2 separate regions of the Zea mays genome follow, and region 1 is linked to region 2. Evidence: chromatin contacts called from public Hi-C data. All regions are on one chromosome and are shown on one strand. Each heading gives the region's core, a stretch centred on a gene start, on an enhancer-like site or on the middle of the called end of the contact. The rest is flanking DNA. Distances are from core to core; before and after follow the strand shown. Region 1 holds the start of LOC103653477 (transcription factor JUNGBRUNNEN 1). Region 2 holds the start of LOC100501994.

Region 1 (4,587 bases), core at 398-2,897, 250 kb after region 2:
CCGTGGGCTCCTTTGCTCGGCCTGGCCCAGCATGACTACCGCTGCTGGACCAGATTGGGCCACATTGTTCACTGATGGGTCGCGCCTGCTCCACGGGCCGGTTTCTTGGCCCAAGCACGGCCATCTGAATTTCGTGCCGAGGCCAACCTATTTGGACAAGTATTGTATGACATGTGTTTCACATTTAACATAATTGGTTGGGTTGTCGAGTATGGCTTGAGTCTTGTGAGCATGACTCGCTGGAAACGGAACTATCATGGGTATCTGCAGGCTTGGCGTTGTATGCGCAGGGAAGCAAACATGAGCTATCCCTTGGTCAATGCACCTAGAGAGTATGGATGGATGTGTGCAGCCAACCAAATCACACTGAAACGATTATGTCTGCACACCAAGATAGACAACACAAATGCAAGAAAAAAATCGTAAGCGTTTCTGTACTACTGTCTCTGCAGTTTTTAGAAGCAAAAAATGCGCACCGGATAAAGTTCCAAAGACAGCCGGTGTTTACATTATTACGTGTGAACTACAGGATCAGGATCGGCTCACCGGCCCTATTCAGCATAGCTATCCAGTTCACCGTGCTAGCATGCTCAAAAATCCTGCACGCCCCCATATAGTATTTTTTTTAAAAAAAAATGGAGCCTTGTGGACTATGGAATGAGCACAGCCATGTGGAAGGAAGGAGGACCAGCCAGAGCCAGCATGCGGGGGTTAAGGTTAAGCAAGCTGACTGTTGACAGGCAAACTGGACCAGATTTCCACCGTGGCAACTCACCTTTCAATAAATTTTAGTGTAGCAAACTGTGCTTATCAGAATAAGAAGCTTCTCTCCCTTCCAACACTTCGCAGTGGCACGCACGGTAGCTAGTCAATAAACATATGGATAAAGTTACGCTGCTGGTCACAGGCCGTCACTGTCTGTATGTAACAGAAAATAGTTTCTGAAGAGAAACCAAGCAGTAGTATGATTGTATGAATCTCTCTCTCACACACACACACACTCAAATTATTTTGGAATCCCAAAGTACAAACTGACAAAAAGTAGGAATATATCTTGAAGGGGGTTTTTAGATCCAGATACTGGAGGAACGTATCTTGAAGTTCATGCAGCAGATAAAAGTAAAACTACTAGTTGAGAAGAGTCCCATACCCCCGTTGAAAATTTGAATCCGAAAAAATGAACTTGGGTGTGTATTTATCAGTCGTTCTGTTTGCCTGGGGAGGCTCAAGCTGGTAAACGAAGCACTGTTGCTTATTAGTTTAAGGATTGTTTTGACTGCCGTATTACGTACTCGGGTATTCTAAAGTGTGAACCGAAAGGGACGGAGACAGTGTAATTCCTCCTAGATTGTCCTTATTGAGTCGCTAATCCGCCATTAAAATATGCGATGACAGCTTTCAAATAGAGAAGGAAGTAGATACGGCTATTAAAATCTTCAGAGTGGTGGGCCTCATCCAGTCATTCCAACACTTCATATATATACACATGGTGTGTAATAGATTTCCAAGCGCAATAGTATACAGCTCTCGGCTGTTGTCTTCACCTCGGCAGCTTCATCCCCGAAACCCATTCACAAGATACATACTACACAAGTAGGCTTTGTAGGTTTGTAGGCAGCAGCAGGGCGCCTCCAAGCTTCGTCACTCTAGTAGTCTGTGTAAGACATGGAGGGGGAGAGGAATGACATCAACGTGCAGAGGTCAGACGAGATCCTCATGCCGGGTTTCCGGTTCCATCCCACCGACGAAGAGCTGGTGAGTTTCTACCTCAGGAGGAAGATCCAGCAGAAGCCTATCTCCATCGAGCTTATCAGGCAGCTGGACATCTACAAGTATGACCCATGGGATCTCCCAAGTAAGAAGACACCACTTTCTTCAGAACTTGACCTTTCTGTGGATGCATGTCTTGGAGTTCTATCATGTCTTGGAGTTCTATCATTCTATGAGCTTATCAGGCAGCGGTGAATGATGTTGCATCTTCTGCGTTTCTGACGTCTCAACTGTTCCTGTCCATCGACAGAGCTTGCGAGCACCGGTGAGAAAGAGTGGTACTTCTACTGCCCAAGGGATCGGAAGTACCGCAACAGCGTGAGGCCGAACCGAGTCACAGCGGCCGGGTTCTGGAAGGCCACAGGGACGGACAGGCCAATCTACTCGTCCGAGGGCACCAAGTGCGTGGGCCTCAAGAAGTCCCTCGTGTTCTACAGAGGGAGAGCGGCGAGAGGGATGAAAACTGACTGGATGATGCACGAGTTCAGGCTCCCCTCGCTCACCGACCCCAAGCGTCCGGTCGACAAGACCATTCCACTCAACGTAAGTACTGCCGATTCATCCAAATGCTGTTTTGGCGAGTTCTGAATGAATAATGAAGTAATTTTCTGTGCCACGAACAGGACTCCTGGACTATCTGTAGGATCTTCAAGAAGACCAGTTCCATGGCGCAGCGAGCGCTGTCGCATACCTGGGGGCCTCCACTGCCTGGTGCAACAGCAGAGGCAGACATGTTCGCCGCGCTGCAGTCAGTGCAGGCTTCAGAGTTAGCTCTCGAGAGATCGCTGTCACTGCAAGCAGCGCCGCCTGCACCCGCCGCAGGCCAGTTCACGAGCACGCATGGCCTGCATAGTCAGCACCACCACCAGCAGCAGAAGGGTGTCAACAACCCATCTCTGGACGGCGCCTCTTGCAGGCTCATCAACTTCACCAGCAGCCCCTCCGAGGAGCCCGAGAATTTCCCAATCACCTTCCCTTTCGAAGTGCAGGCACCGCACAGGGCTGCAGCGCCAGTCTTCTTCGGCGCGCACCCTGACAATCGCCTCGGTGGATTCGTGGTCGATTCTTCTGCCGACGTCAGTGGCTGCATCGGCGGCAGGAGCCAGGACTCGTCCACCGGGAAGCCTAGCAGTGGCTTCAGCGCCAACAGCAGCGACTGGGAAACTGCGGGGAGGATCAACTTCCCTTTTGATCTGGGTGCGGATTCTTCGGAGGAGTGGAGATGCAGCATACCCTGGGAGTCCTTCCTCAGCCCAGCTGCTGTCCAGGCTGAGCTGCCACGCTAGGGCTGCGGACTGCGGCTGTTAGCAGTTGCATTGTGCACTACGTACTATCTCATAGGTCACGTTACATGTACAGTCTATAGCTGGTGTGAGTGTGAGCTTCCTTCATCTGTTAGCATTCCTGTTAGCTGCCGAGACATGTTTTTGTTCAGTTTTGGTTAGGAGTGCCGTGTACATACCGTGAGGGTTTAGGCATTGTTAACAGCAAAGCTAACAGACAGAAGGAACCTGTGCTGTACATACAGTACACTACTGAAAATATTGCACTTTCAGTGCGAAAATGCTGTGCAAGTTTGAATACTTTATATATATCAACATGCCAGTATCTATCATCGTCTACGGTGGTCTTGCGTTGCGTGACCTAAAAAGTTAGTTTCTACTGGGGCAGTGGTAATTCACTCCTTTAAAACATCAGTTCTGACGGTGCGTCACGCACAATGTGCACATCTATCCCCCTCTCCCCCACTTCTTGCAATGGGTCGTTAACTCATATATGGGCTATGAGAAACCAACATGATAAGGCGTAGGTCTATTTCTCTCTCCCGCTTCTTCCCTACCAGTATGACGTTAGCCCCTTGAAAAACCAACCAAGTTCAACACAACAGGCAACGTAGCATAGCACTCTCATATAGTATCGCCGAAAAACCAACCAAGTTCAACACAACAGGCAACGTAGCATAGCACTCTCATATAGTATCACCCTGTTAGTTGAAGGAAAATGAGCAACCGAGCGAGCTATAAAAAGTTAGGACTTTTTCAACTCATATCAAGATCCTTTTAATTCATAATCTCCTTTTAACTCTTAATTTTATCGATCTTTTGATCAAGTTAAAGTGTAATATTTGTTCTTATCAATTTAATATTTGATGTATGAACTATATTAACTTTGGTATTAGATTTATTTTATGGATATTTTTTGTGAAAATGGTCCACCACACTTGCTAACTAGGCCGTTTGTGTCTCGGTCGTTGTCCTGCTAGTTATCATAAAATAAAAATTGCAACGCAAAGGCAAGGGACCGGTGAACAACCAATATTAACACTACATTAGCATTTCTTTTATTCATCTAGGTCCCATTGTACACAAGCCTGTTCGCTGTGGCTTTAAACCAGCTGGTTAGACTACTGTATAGATATAAAATACTGTAGACAAAGTAAAAACCCTTTTGGAATAAGCCACAGAAAGCAGCTATTTAATTTTGAACAGAACTCCGTCAATTCCCTTCTTTCGAAATAAGCCCTCAGTGTGGAAAATTGCGAGTCTGAACTGATATTTGCACAGATATCCCATCGTGTATAAAACATCGGGAATGAAAGAATGGGTGCGCAATTTATCGAATAACCAAATGGTCAAGAATATTGTCGATCCTAGCAATAACCCAGACACAGTGGTTGTGTAAAAAATCAGATGGAAATGAAAAGCAACATGGACGAAAAAGATGCTACAAGCCAAGGTGTTAGACAAGATTATCTTACCCAGATATGATCTCAATTCATAACAAAGCAACTGGGGGAGCAGATGTCCCGACATAGCA
Region 2 (4,290 bases), core at 595-3,094:
CGATATCTAGCTCTATTGACAAGTAGTCAGCGGGTGTTTTTTTTAAAAATGTGTGTCAGCTGGCGAATTAATTTCTGGTACTCACTCGGTTCGTAAAAGCATTCTTCAATCAAATCCATAATAAATAATAATAAAATTTAAATCTTTAAATAAGTGCATATAATTTATGCTAACACTACGATATAAAGATGGAAGAGAAGAGGATATGTTGACGGTGACGGTGGTACCAGTGAGAAGAAGAGGATGGGTTGGTGGTGCTTATTTTGTAGTCATAATATTTATATATTTTTTAATTGTGAATTTAGTTAGAGTTAAGATTGGCACCGCCTAGATTGGCTGGCGGTTCGCCAGCCCGCGGGCGCACCCACATCCACGCCGCATCGATCGGCACGGCAGTCAGCAGTGCAGCACAGTATACGTGCAAAGGCTGATGCACTAGCGCAGCCGGCAGGCGTTGTTGTCGCGGGCTCGCGCCCATACGCGCCAGGCCGCCGTGAGCCGTACGGCCTTTGCCTTGCCGGTGGGGCATGCGCGCGCGTCGTGGGGCGGGGGCGGGGGCGGGGTGACTGTTCGTCTCGTGGTCGTGGCGGTGCGGCCTCTGCATCCACGCGCGTGGGCTGTCGCCGGCGGCGGGCACGGGATTGGCTTTGTGTCGGGGCGCGCCGCGCGCGGCAGTGCACTGCCCTCCGTGGCTCGGGCGTGTACAATGTCCGGCGGCGACGGGACGAAGTGCCGCCGTGGCGACATGGTCGGAGTTTCCTACACTAAAAAATTGGCTATCGGTCTCGGTCCGCGTCTTAACCGAACCTACCTCAACTGCTACGCACCGCGAGCGCCAACGGCCAGTTGCCGGCCACAAGAGGACGCGCAAGTAGGAGCAGAAGGCATGGGGACGGGAGACGCGTGCACCATTCACGTGGCGATCCCATTCGTTCGATGCATATATGATTGGTTTCGCAGTGGCCTGGCCTGGCCACGAAGGTCGCAAAAAGGTCCGGCGACCGGGGTGAGAAAGAGGGTCGGCGACGGCGGCGTACGTACCTTTACAACGGGGTCCGTGGAGTCGTCCAGCACCTGGATCATGAAGCGCTCCGACGGCCACTCCAGCTCGCATGCCGCCCCGATCGACAGCTTGTACACCTTCGCCGCCATCCATCCATCCATTCCAGCATGCACGAGATTAATAGTAAAAAAAAAAGAACTTCCATCAGTCACCACCCTCCCTCTCAACTCAATTAACCCACTCCGCTTGCCACCACCAGCTCATCAATGTGCTGCGCTATGCCATTGGCCACTCACTCACCTCCCGCTCGTTGTACATAGGGATCTGCACGAGCACCATGGGGTACTTGGCGCCGTGGCCGGACCCGGACTCCTCCTCCTCGTCTCCGACTCCGCCGCCGATGGGCTCCCAGCGGTAGCGCCGGTCCGGGCCGAGCCGGAGCGCCCGCACGGCGAGGCACACGGCGCAGACGAACAGCTTCTCCGCCAGTATCATCACGGTCATCGCCAGCGACAGGAGCACCAGGACCCGCACCGCTGGCGCGACCAGCAGCGCGCGCGCGTGCGCCCACAGGGACGCGCATTGCGCCGCCGCGGCCGCCCAGTCCACCCGCACGGGCAGCTCCGCCCACACCCGCGCCGCCTCCTCGGAGACGCCCATGGATCCCTCTCGCTCTCGCGCGCGCGCGGCACTGCCACGCGGCCGGCCCGGCCTGAGGATCTTGGGCGTGCAGGGGCAGAGGCAGAGGCGAGCGGGCGGGCTGTTTCTCCGCTAGCCGGCCGGCCGGGCAGCTAGTGGATGGAGGAAGCGGCGTACAACAGCGGCGGCTTATATAGCTTGGACAGAAGCATATGATGTAGCGATAGTGTGTTACCAACTCGCCAATAGAGGAGATTTCCCAGCCGCTACAACAGCGAGAGGGTGCAATACCGAATGGTCCAAGCAAGCAGGAGGTGGCAACTCGTCGTGTGTGTCGGCCCAACAGACGCGTATATGGGCCCGAGTGGGTGTAGACCTGCTGTGTATGCAGCGGCCAGCGTGTGTGATGTACTTAACCTGGTCTGGTTACTGGCTGGGGGTTTTTATGGATGAACAGAAACTCTAAGAAAGAACATTCTTCCGTCCTTCGTCTCCCTTCTCTGTTATTCCCAAAACCCCATCTACCTTCTCCTACTACTACTGCTAACAACTTGGTATCAGATTCAGTCAATCTTCCTCCGCTCATGGCGCCACCATCTATCTCAGATTCGGCCCTTACCCTTGCTCTGGAGAACCAGACCCGCTCCCTGCTTGCCGAGCTGGACAAGCGTATCCAGTCCATGGATAGCAAGTGGGAGTCGCGATTGTCCGTCCTGGAGAACACGGTGACGGATGCGGCCAGATCCGTCACCGAATTTTCCACTGCCCTCCGCGCTAATGTGGAGGCCCATCTCACAGCCTCGGATGCCGCTACGTAGGGGCGTCTGCACCACTTCGAAGCGGAGACTGGCAACCGCATCGCCGCTCTCGAGTCTGTGATGCAGATGTTCGACTTTTGGCATCCCCGAGTGGACTCCTCCATCGACTCGCTCTAATCGAACATGGACTGGATGTGCGCCGAGATCGCCAAGATGGATGCCTAGTGGTCCCACGGAGCGCGCGTCAACGACGCCACCATGCTAGGCGTCCTCGGTTCCCCCGGTTCCCTTGCTATGTCGCCCAGCATCCTCGGAACTCCGGGCGCGTTCACCTCCACTGGATCCGTTCGGGGCGCCCACCTGGCGCCGTCGACTACACTGATGGCCCTAGATTCGGGCACGACTTCGACAGCTACCTCCGGGATAGTGGACTTGGCATCCAACTGTCGATGGCCGCTACCCGGTCACGGGTATGTGGCGTCCCCCTTCAACAACATTTTCGTTTGCTCAACCAAATGGGTTTAGTGGGGGGACGTAGATCTCAGAGGGGCTCTGAACAAACATGGTGGCGGGTTGCCCAAACTTACATTCCCCACGTTTGATGGCTCAAGTCCCAAGTTATGGCAACGACGTTGCGAAAAAATACTTTGAAATGTATGCCACAGAGGAGATGGTCTGGGTCAAAGTTGCCACCATGTATTTTGAAGGGGTGGCTGGCCGCTGGCTCCAATCAGTGGAACCCCGCCTGCCTTCTCTATTGTGGGTTCAGTTCTGTCGTTTGGTTCGAGACCGATTCGGTCGCGAACAACACGAACTGGTGATTCGCAAACTTTTTCATATCCGATAGACCTCCACCGTGCAAGACTACGTCGATTATTTTAGTGAATTGGTTGATCTGTTAGTCACCTATGAACATACCACAAATCCCCTTTACTATACCATGTGATTTATCGATGGCTTACGCGACGACATTAAATCTGTAATTTTAGTCCAACGTCCTAGTACTTTGGATACTGCCTGTGCGCTGGCCTTGTTCCAGGAGGAGGCGGAGTCGTCTCGTCGTCGTGAGGTCCATCGCGGCGATGCCCACTTGTCTTACAAGACTCCAACGAAGACTACATCATATCAGAATTGGGACAAACATTCTCCACAAGCTTCTGACAGACCTACTTCAACGGTTTCAGATCCTTCGTCGTCTGACAGTAAGGTTGCGTCCCTCCGCGCTTACCGTCGGGCACGAGGTCTCTGTCAATACTGTGCTGACAAATGGGTTAAAGGCCACAAGTGCTCTCCCACTATCCAGTTGCATGTGATGCAGGAACTTTGGGATCTACTCACTTTAGAGTCCCAGGAGCGAGAGGCTGAATTTGAAGATACATCAGAACATTTCATGATACTTCTTTCTACTGAAGCTGTGTCCACCAAGTCCTCTCGGTCCACCTTCTGGTTATCGGGTTCACTGTTCGGCCAGGAATTGTTGATGTTACTAGATTCTGGCAGCTCTCATTGTTTTCTTAACACGTCACTAGCAAGCTCTCTCACAGGGGTGAATCAATTGGCTCAAGCATTGTCAATAACAGTGGCTAATGGCAACAAGTTGCAGTGTACGGCTGAATTAACAAAAGCAGAATGGACCTATCAGGGGCTCTCGTTTACTACATCATTTAAGCTTCTTCATATACCTTGTTATGATGCCATCATCGGCATGGACTGGCTTGAAAGCTGTAGCCCAATGTATGTGGACTGGAAACACAAGTGGATATCCCTCTCACATCTTGGCAAATCTGCGCTTCTTCAAGGAGTCCAACCAACAACGTCGTCTGCATCCCTATTGGAGTTACAACACACAGCTCCGAACCAGTTTGAAATATTCTAGCTGCAGATAGCCCA

What was found. Hi-C and Micro-C count contacts between places; a contact is called where the count stands out from the background.
Region 1: a Hi-C map of leaf shows a contact between it and region 2, with 4 times the contacts expected there. The contact joins the promoter of LOC103653477 here to the promoter of LOC100501994 in region 2. A contact is called at or near these places in 10 of 25 Hi-C or Micro-C datasets (bundle sheath, ear, endosperm and 3 more).

The regions. Positions count from the first base shown.
Region 1 is chr4:86,779,243-86,783,829 of Zm-B73-REFERENCE-NAM-5.0, forward strand. It overlaps LOC103653477 (transcription factor JUNGBRUNNEN 1), which reads left to right and starts at 1,648. Exons shown (of 3, transcript XM_008680371.3): 1 at 1,648-1,855; 2 at 2,021-2,313; 3 at 2,394-3,233. The coding sequence starts at 1,666. The coding sequence ends at 3,056. LOC100286275 (60S ribosomal protein L34) reads right to left here. Exons shown (of 4, transcript NM_001159162.2): 4 at 4,513-4,587.
Region 2 is chr4:86,532,472-86,536,761 of Zm-B73-REFERENCE-NAM-5.0, forward strand. LOC100501994 reads right to left here and starts at 1,845. Exons shown (of 9, transcript NM_001196584.2): 1 at 1,304-1,845; 2 at 1,042-1,140. The coding sequence starts at 1,663.